Linked DNA regions of Sus scrofa: region 2 is linked to region 1. A link is a contact called in public Hi-C data. All regions are on one chromosome and are shown on one strand. Each heading gives the region's core, a stretch centred on a gene start, on an enhancer-like site or on the middle of the called end of the contact. The rest is flanking DNA. Distances are from core to core; before and after follow the strand shown. Region 1 has its middle 250 kb from the start of TTC8. Region 2 has its middle 200 kb from the start of FOXN3.

Region 1 (3,877 bases), core at 783-3,282:
GCCCTAGCATATGGGAAACTTTCATATGCCACAGGTGCAGCTGTTAAAAAAAAAAAAAAGAGAGAGAGAGAGATTTGAAAAAATACAGCCTCTTCCAGGCTCACTGATATAAACCTTAGAGTGGAAAGTCATTTCCTTTTAAATTCTACTTAATTTGTCTGATTTGTTGTCAAGGAGAAAGCCTCTGCTGGGGACAGTGGGTCTTTAGTATTCTTCTTACTCTCATAGTCTCAGTTTTCAACTAAATGAGAGCAGACTTTAGGCTCAGTGTCTTTAGTTGCCAGTAATACCCAGTGTATTATTCTGCTCTGGCTGCCATAGCAGAACACCACGGACTGGGAGCTTCAATAACCAAAATTCACAGTTCTGGCACCTAGGAGTCCAAGATCAAGGTGTCAGCAGGGTTGGTTTCTTCTGAGGCTCTCCCTCCTCTCCCTCTCCCTCTCTCTCATAGAGGGTATATCTTCTCACTGCAAGTTAGTTGGTTATCTTGTTGTGTGTCTGTGGTTTCTCTTTCTTTGTTCGAATCTCCTTATAAGGACAACAGTCAGATTGGATTAGGGCTGAATTTAACTTAATTACCTCTAAGGTCCTCTGTCGCAATAGAGTCACATTCGGAAGTACTGTGGGTGTGGGATGGGAGGAGGGAGTGTTAATGCCTCAATGCAGGAACTTGGAGAGGGGAACACAGTTCAGCAAATAACCTCCAGCTAGATTTTAAGGAAAATATTTCTCATTCATGGGTTTTTGAAGGTAAGGGGATTGCTTTTTACTGATGCCAAGTCATGCCAGTTTGCCATTTATGATTATGATGCTAATTTTTATAAAATATAAACATACTTAAGTAGTAGAAAGGTTGGCTAAAGAAACCTGTAAGAATTAATAGTATGCCAAAACTTATGATGAAGATGCAAATGACTGTATTTTTGAGAAACATTGCCTAGGTGATTTCTAAAACCTGCCCCAATTCTGGCAGCTTTTTTTTTTTCCTTATATAATTTAAATTGTATTCATTTATGCAATAATTTAATCAAGTGCCTATTAAGTGTCTCATTGGTGCTGGACACCAGGGTGATTAGAGAGTGAAATGAATAGTGAAATGAGAGCAAGGAAAGAAAAAATGCAATTCTGCCTGGAAGAATCAGAAAAGGCTTCCCAGAGGTGGTGACAAACAGGATGTTTTGGACTTCTCAGACCCACAGATTGCAAACTCTGTCTCCTCCTCATTGATTCAGTGTTTTCTGAATTTTGAATGCATGTATAACTGTGGGGTAGCTGCTATCAAGAAGATAGAGTAACTTTAAAAAGAGAGAAAAACTAATAGGAGCAGAGAAGACCATGCATAAAACTCATGACTTGCATTTCAGGTTATCCTTCCCCAAGAGATGATTTTAAACGTTTGGATTTTTTTTTCCCCTTGATTAAGAACCTTCCATTTTCCTAGAGTCTAGCCGTCTGATATGAAATCCAGACTGGAAAAATTCAGGCATAATTGTGAAAACATATTTCTTAATCAAATGTAACCACAGGGAGAAAAATCTTTCATTGAATAAGCTCCTCTGAGGAGAGAGAACTTATTTGGGGGTGTGGGGAGGTGGCTAATTCATCCAGTGTTTTCCTCATTGGTCCTAGACTTGGTCAGTCAGTGATGCACAAATTTAATAGCATCCGCATTGAGTAGGACTGTTGCAGATGCTGTAGCTACTGTGGGGAATCGGACTGGCTAGGTACTCTCTCAGGGGGCTTACATTCTAGCAGGAAAAACTGGCAATAAGCAAACGAGTAGATAAAAGAAGGGACAGCAGAGAGAAATCAGTGCTCTGAGAAGTACAATAAGGAGACAGGAGAGGGGATAATGGGGTGGTGGTGGGGGGAACGTGGCTGCTTTGATTGGGTGGTGGGGAGGTCCTCTCCAAGTGGCTTTTTAAGGTGAAGCGTAAATGGCAAAAGAAAGCCAGTGGGAAGAGCGCTCCAGACCTGGCCGAGAGCTGGGTAGGGCGGCAAAGGGAGGGGTGCGCATGCGCATCTGAGGAACAGAAAGCAGCCCTCCGTCTGCAGCCGGGTAGACCCGGGATCACCCGGAATCACCCGGGCGGGGCGGGGAAGAGCCGAGGTCACCGAGGGGGACTGGGCTGGGATTCGGGCCGATTGTTACTCCAGCAAAGCATACGCAGACGAGACTCTTCAGTGCTTCCAGAAAACATCTTCTCTGTCCTCGTAGGCTAGTCCCCTAGACTTTAGCGAATTTTCCTCTTCCAGTACAAAAAAATGTGTTTACTTCATTTTCCCTTCCAACTCAGACGTGCAGTTCTTTCCCCTCCAGAGAGTACTCAGCTGCTAAAAATGATCTGGGAAGGTAGTTCATTTGTCTCATTTCTGATTACTGAAGCAATTACTCCTTTTTTCCTTATGACCAGTCTTTTAAAAAGACAGTGCCATAACTTTGACGTCTGTGTTGTTATTTTTGCAGGTTAGATGGTATTGGTGGAGCCATAGGAGTGAACTGGCATATGGCACCTCTGGGATGTGGTTAGAGCAGCTGATGAGCTGGGAACAGTGGCTGAGTGTTGCGTGCTCATTTCTTCGGCCTCCCCTAGTCACCTGTTTGTCTCCATTCCTACTGGCGCCATCCCAAGTATGATTTCACAGCTGGGTTATCACACGGTTCCTCCCTGTGCCTCTGTGCTATTTTCTTTCTCATGTCTTCTCTGTGATACAATCAGATGCATCCTCCTAAAACACCTCTTCAGTCATATCCTTCCCCTACCAGCCCACCTACAGTGGCTCCCCACTGGCTCCCAAATCAGGCTCCTCTGTCTTGCGCCCACCCTCACAAATGTCGCTTTTTAGATTTATGTGAGTAAACATGGTATTCTTTCAAGGCAATGTGTCTCAGGCTCCAGCAGAACACCTCTGGTCTATGTAAGACATTCCTCATCCTGAAAATGCCAGCAGTACCCATAAGGATCCATGAAAGTGGAGAGGCAAGCAAAATTAATAGTGTATAAAATCAAGCAGTTCCACCAAACTCACCAACCAGTTGTGACATGCAGGACCCACACAACAAAGGCCTTGCCAGGTGGAAGGAGCAGGGTAGGGGGGCGGTGAGGGAGAGGGTTGGGCGGGGGTGTGAAAATTGAGCCCAAAGGTCAATTCACACAAAGCAAATATTCCACCCAGGGAAAGGTAGGCTGTGTGCATGTGTGAATCAGGAAATGCTGAATTCATTTTAAAAATATATGTTCTATTAATCAGCATAACACAGCTGTTGTAACAAATATGTCTCCAGATTTTCAGCACCTTGACATTATAGTTTATTTTGTGTTCACATAACACTGAGCGAGTGTCCCAAGGCAGGTGTTTCTGGTTGGTGACAGCTTTCTTCCGAGGGTCCCATTGTGGTCAGCCTCATCAGCAGGGGGAGGGGATCGAGCCAGTAGGGGGAAGGCAACCTGTTTCTTAACAGTCCCGGCCCAGAAGTGATGCCCTCACTGGGGCTCAATCCTACTGGCAAGAACAGGGCCAAATGAACACAGCTGGGGAGCTGGGAAATGAGCTGGGAGCTGAGAAATGAGTCCTGGCAGGGTGGCCACGTCCCAGTAACAGCCCAGACTATGGGGAGGGGGGTTTTGATGGACAACTTGGTGCTCCTGTTGTATACCTCTAGGCTGTTTATATCAAGGTCAGTGGTAATTTGGTCCTCAGGCTAAATATTACCTAATATTGTTATGGCGGTCAGGCAGAACCTGAGAAATAAAACAAAGTTATTACTATTAAAAGTTTTTTTTATCACACCACTTCACCTGGTTAACTCCTGTTCATTCTGCAGAGCTCAGCTCAATTGTCACATCGTCCATGAAGCCTTTCCTGGCATTTC
Region 2 (4,207 bases), core at 765-3,264, 550 kb after region 1:
CTGATCTGGTCAGTTCTATTTGCCATGCCAGGCATAAAAAGGTCTTTTTCTTTTTTTATGGCCTCACCTGTGGCACTTGGAAGTTCCCAGGCCAAGGATCAAGCTGCAATCTACACCACAGCTGTGGCAACGCTGGATCCTTTAACCCACCGCCCTGGGCAGGGGATCGAACAGTGCCTCCACGGCGATCTGAGTCATTGCGCTCGGATTCCCAACACACTGTCCCAGAGTAGGAACGCCTCTGACCAAGATCTTGCAATCAGGTTGGTCTATGCTCACTCTGATGAATAACTTATGTGAAAAGAACTTGAAGATAGCAAATGAATTTAATTATCAGTGAAAATTACCAAAGAAGAACTAATGTTTGCAAATGCTAATATTTTATTATAAAATACACTGTTATTGTTTCTACTATCTAACACTTTACCAAATTTGAAGCAGATTTAGCAATTTGCCTTATGCACAAAAAAGTACTTAGGTCTGCATAGTGTTATACCTTCTTTTTTCTTCAGTTAGTGCTAAACATAAAACCATTATTTTCAGATCCTTGATCTAGCTTTCAGAATTTATCCTCTACTCTTCACCATGTGAAATAAAAGTTCTGTTTTGACACCAGGGAAAAATACAGAAACACACATATTTACACACAAATATAAATTATATGATCATTTGCCCAACACAATTACATTTCCAAGTGAAAAAGTATGTGAAAGTGGCTTTCTAAGAGATGAAGCATTCCGGCAAAATGCAAAATAAAAAAGTTCCAAGTGAATGATCCTTTAGGGTAGAAAAAGGTTAGCTGTGAATACGCTTGTGAAATATACTGTGGAGGATTCTCATTCTGAGATTATGATCGTTCTTGCCTCCAGGTTCAAGTGTTGCTCAATCAGCAAGGTGCTCAATTCACAGTGATTGCGGCGCATTTCCTCGTTGATCAGGAAAATGCGTAATCTCAGCCTAGACACATTTACCATAAAAATGAATATACGAAATAGGATTTTTGATTTAAATTTTCCAGTTGCAGCATATCGAGAAAAATATATGCAAGAGAAGATTCTGTTTGAAAAGCTCTAATTCAAATAAGTCCAAAAAGAACACATCTCTATGTACCTAACGCTGTCTTGCCATTAGATAGCAAGCTTTTCTCGCTCAGAGCCCTTGTCAATTTGATTAAACTCACAAACACGTGGCTGACTCCGCCCCTTTTAAAAATACTCTCTAGCCGAGCCGGAGGATGACTGAGAAGCATGTGGCTTTGTTTCTGTGAGTGGGTCCTTTAACAGAGCAATCAGAACACACAACACTAGCTAGAGGCGAATACGTTTAAATTTAATACCCCACAACTGAATTGCCCAAACGCAGATCATTGCAGAGAGGAATTCAGAAGAATGCAAATTCAAGTCCAGAATCCAGAATACCCTTCCAGCCATGGGCATTTTCAGTTTAAAAATGGGCCTCATGAAATATGATACTTATTTGTAGTGTCGTTTTAAAAGGCTAATTTTGGAAGCCGCTCTGTTTTCTGCATATTCTCTTTCCAAGATTAAAGATCCTTCAGGTGAAACACTTGATAGAAAAGAACGGGACCCTGGGTGTGTGTGTGTGTGTGTGTGTACACACATGTACGTGTCTCTTGCAACGGTAGAGGAAAAAAGGTCCAATGAAATTCCAAAACAGTTAATTCAGCCTAGACCTGGCCCGGATGACCAACTCTGTCCTCACGAGACAGCCAGGCCGTTAGCTGGCCCAGGCGGCTGGGAAGCGAGTGGGGACCAAGCGGCCTTGCAGCCCGGCGGCCACGCTTACAGATGGCGCAGGTCCCCGCCGGACCGAAGCTGGAGCTGGCGGTGGGGTGGGGGAAGGTCGCCCCGCAGCTCACGCGGGGCCCAGAGCCCTAGCTTCCTGCAGGTTCCGCCGGCGTCCGGCGGGGCGGACGCGCTACCATAGCAACGGCGGCCCGCCCCCCGCTTCCCGGCGCCGCCGCGCCACGCAGGGTGGGATGGGGCGGGGCGGCCGTTGCTAGGAAACCGGCGGCGGCCTTCCGCCTCCGCGGCGCAGTCTCTAGGCTTCCACCCTTCACCTACTTCAGCCCAGCCCGGAGGGAAGTGGGGGAGGGTCGGAGCGGCGGGCGAGGAGCTACATGGTGGCCCAGGGCCCGGGCCGTCCTCCTTTGAGGTCGACCCTTCCGGCCGGGAAGACGTCCTCTCTTCATTTGGCTTGTGTCCTGTGCCCGCAGAGGAGAAATGAACGGAAACACTTCGGCATTGCCTCTCCCGGGACTGGCTGTGTAAGGACAGTGACGTCCCCAAACTCCGCTGAGGACCTTTATCCGCCTTCTGAAAGGAACCCTTTTTTGAGCTTTACTAGGTCGAGGAGCAATGTTAAGCACTTGGCATACATGAACTCATTTTCTGTGCTGTGAAGCAGGAGCTAGTACCTTCATTTGAACATGAATAAAATGTGGCTACGGTCGGAGAACCGGTTGGCGTGGAGCCAGAATTTGATGTCCAGTCTTGCTTAACTTCAAGGTCCCTGCTTTTTTTTTAAATAGTTAAGTGTCCTCCGTCAGCTGCCTCTTGGCTAGCACATCGTCCCGTCCTTTGCCATCCAACCAACACACCAACTGGGACACGCTGTCTGGAAATGGTCTGACAAGGAGATGGAGAAGCTGAAATCGAGGTTGTCCAGAAAACCTGGCACATAGAGTTTACACTGATTTATCATCGATAATTTACAGATGTCCCAGTCTGTAATGTAGCAAGGGAGTTGCAACTTAGGGTTCTCAGATTCTTACTAAAGGAAGAGAATCTAAACCAAAGAATTTGCCAAAATCCAGATCAACTTGTTGTGTGTATCCCATGGTGGGCTACGTATTGTGGGAGATTAAAAGATTTCCCCCCCCCAAACAGGGCCTGTGCACAGAGAGTTTATTTGCTATTAGGAAACTGTCTTGTTTTGTCTTGATTCTTGATTGTGCAAGTAATTTATTAAGGACAAGCTTCCAGAAGACACAAATAAGGGAAGCAGAATAGGGCAGGAGGATAAGGCAAGCAAGGCAGGAATGTAAGGTCAAGTTCCAGCCTCAGCTTGATCCAGAGGCAGCTGTGGGGCACAAATTACACAGAGAGTTGCTCGGCCCTGAAGCAAGGGAGCTGGGTTTTTACACCCCTGCTCTTACCAGCCCCTGGCGATGGGCCTTCCTGAACACCCAACACTTCCAGGGTGAGTCTAGGTGAAGGGACTCTAATAGATTAAGGGTAGTTCTTTGAAGGCTGGAGGTGTGAGCCATTAGGAGAGAAGCACCCGGAAGCTAGAGGATGGGGACGGTGAACAAGTAAAGGGGGTCTGAGAGGGTTTGGGCAAAGTACCAAAAGCATACACTACAGTCCACCCCTTGCAGCATTCAGATTCACATGTTCCCTGGTTAAGTTTCCATCTTGTCCCAGCTTATTCAAGATTCTAACTGGTCACAAATCTAGTGGGACAAACTATAGCTCTTGCCCCTGCAGCTGGTCCCAAGGTTATAACTAAAAATCGTCATCTCTCTTCTTTACCATCTATTCTGTATTCCCCTCATCCTCCACTAGCCCTTTTGCTAGTCTAGGGGGGTTGCCTGGAGGGGCCGCAATTTTCACACTTAGGGGGCTGAGCTCCTTGCTGCCAGGTCTCTTTTAGGAAGTGGTTGCTGTCACTGCCTATTTTGAGTTAAAACTGGGCTTGGAAGTAGCAAGAGACACTCTGGCAGATCAGCTGAGTGCCATACGTATTCCTCCCCTGGTTATGTAACAGCAGCCCTGCCTTCCCGTGATGATCAGGGTCAGTTGCCTCTGCCAGCATGATCATAGATTTCTCTGCCCACAGAGAGTCCAAAATAAGAGGACTGCAGCAGTAGTTTTTAAGTTTAGTGGGACTCTTCCTCTGTGTTCCCTGGCATGAACCTCTAGGCCCAATGCCCTGGGGTTGTGAGGACAGGAAGGATGCGTTAACAAAAAAGGTCCCTGAGAGTGGCAGTGAGCCAGGCTCCTTCGCTTTCTACCTCTTGGTTCCTGAACCTGTGTATTCAAGTCCCTGGAGACACAACACAAAATAATGGCTCTCAGTTTAGGGCACATGCTGCCTCATGAAGGATGGTGCCCCAACCTCACGGGGTATCCTTTCTTAGTTAGTGCCATCTTCTGCCTTCAGAAGGTGGTTACAATAGATCAGA

What was found. A called contact is a pair of places that touch in the nucleus more often than the background predicts.
Region 2: a Hi-C map of embryonic fibroblasts shows a contact between it and region 1, with 1.4 times the contacts expected there. The contact joins two enhancer-like sites. A contact is called at or near these places in 1 of 47 Hi-C or Micro-C datasets (embryonic fibroblasts) and 2 of 2 datasets of contacts at active chromatin or transcription factors (alveolar macrophages and skeletal muscle).

The regions. Positions count from the first base shown.
Region 1 is chr7:110,981,444-110,985,320 of Sscrofa11.1, forward strand. No RefSeq gene overlaps it. Among named protein-coding and RNA genes, the nearest start is that of TTC8, 250 kb to the left of the region's middle. Within about 2 kb of position 2,033, at least 48 of the 83 cell types and tissues checked have an H3K27ac peak or open chromatin away from gene starts, as enhancers often do. A contact at or near this core is called in embryonic fibroblasts and skeletal muscle, where this site is marked.
Region 2 is chr7:111,534,542-111,538,748 of Sscrofa11.1, forward strand. No RefSeq gene overlaps it. Among named protein-coding and RNA genes, the nearest start is that of FOXN3, 200 kb to the left of the region's middle. Within about 2 kb of position 2,015, at least 76 of the 83 cell types and tissues checked have an H3K27ac peak or open chromatin away from gene starts, as enhancers often do. A contact at or near this core is called in embryonic fibroblasts and skeletal muscle, where this site is marked.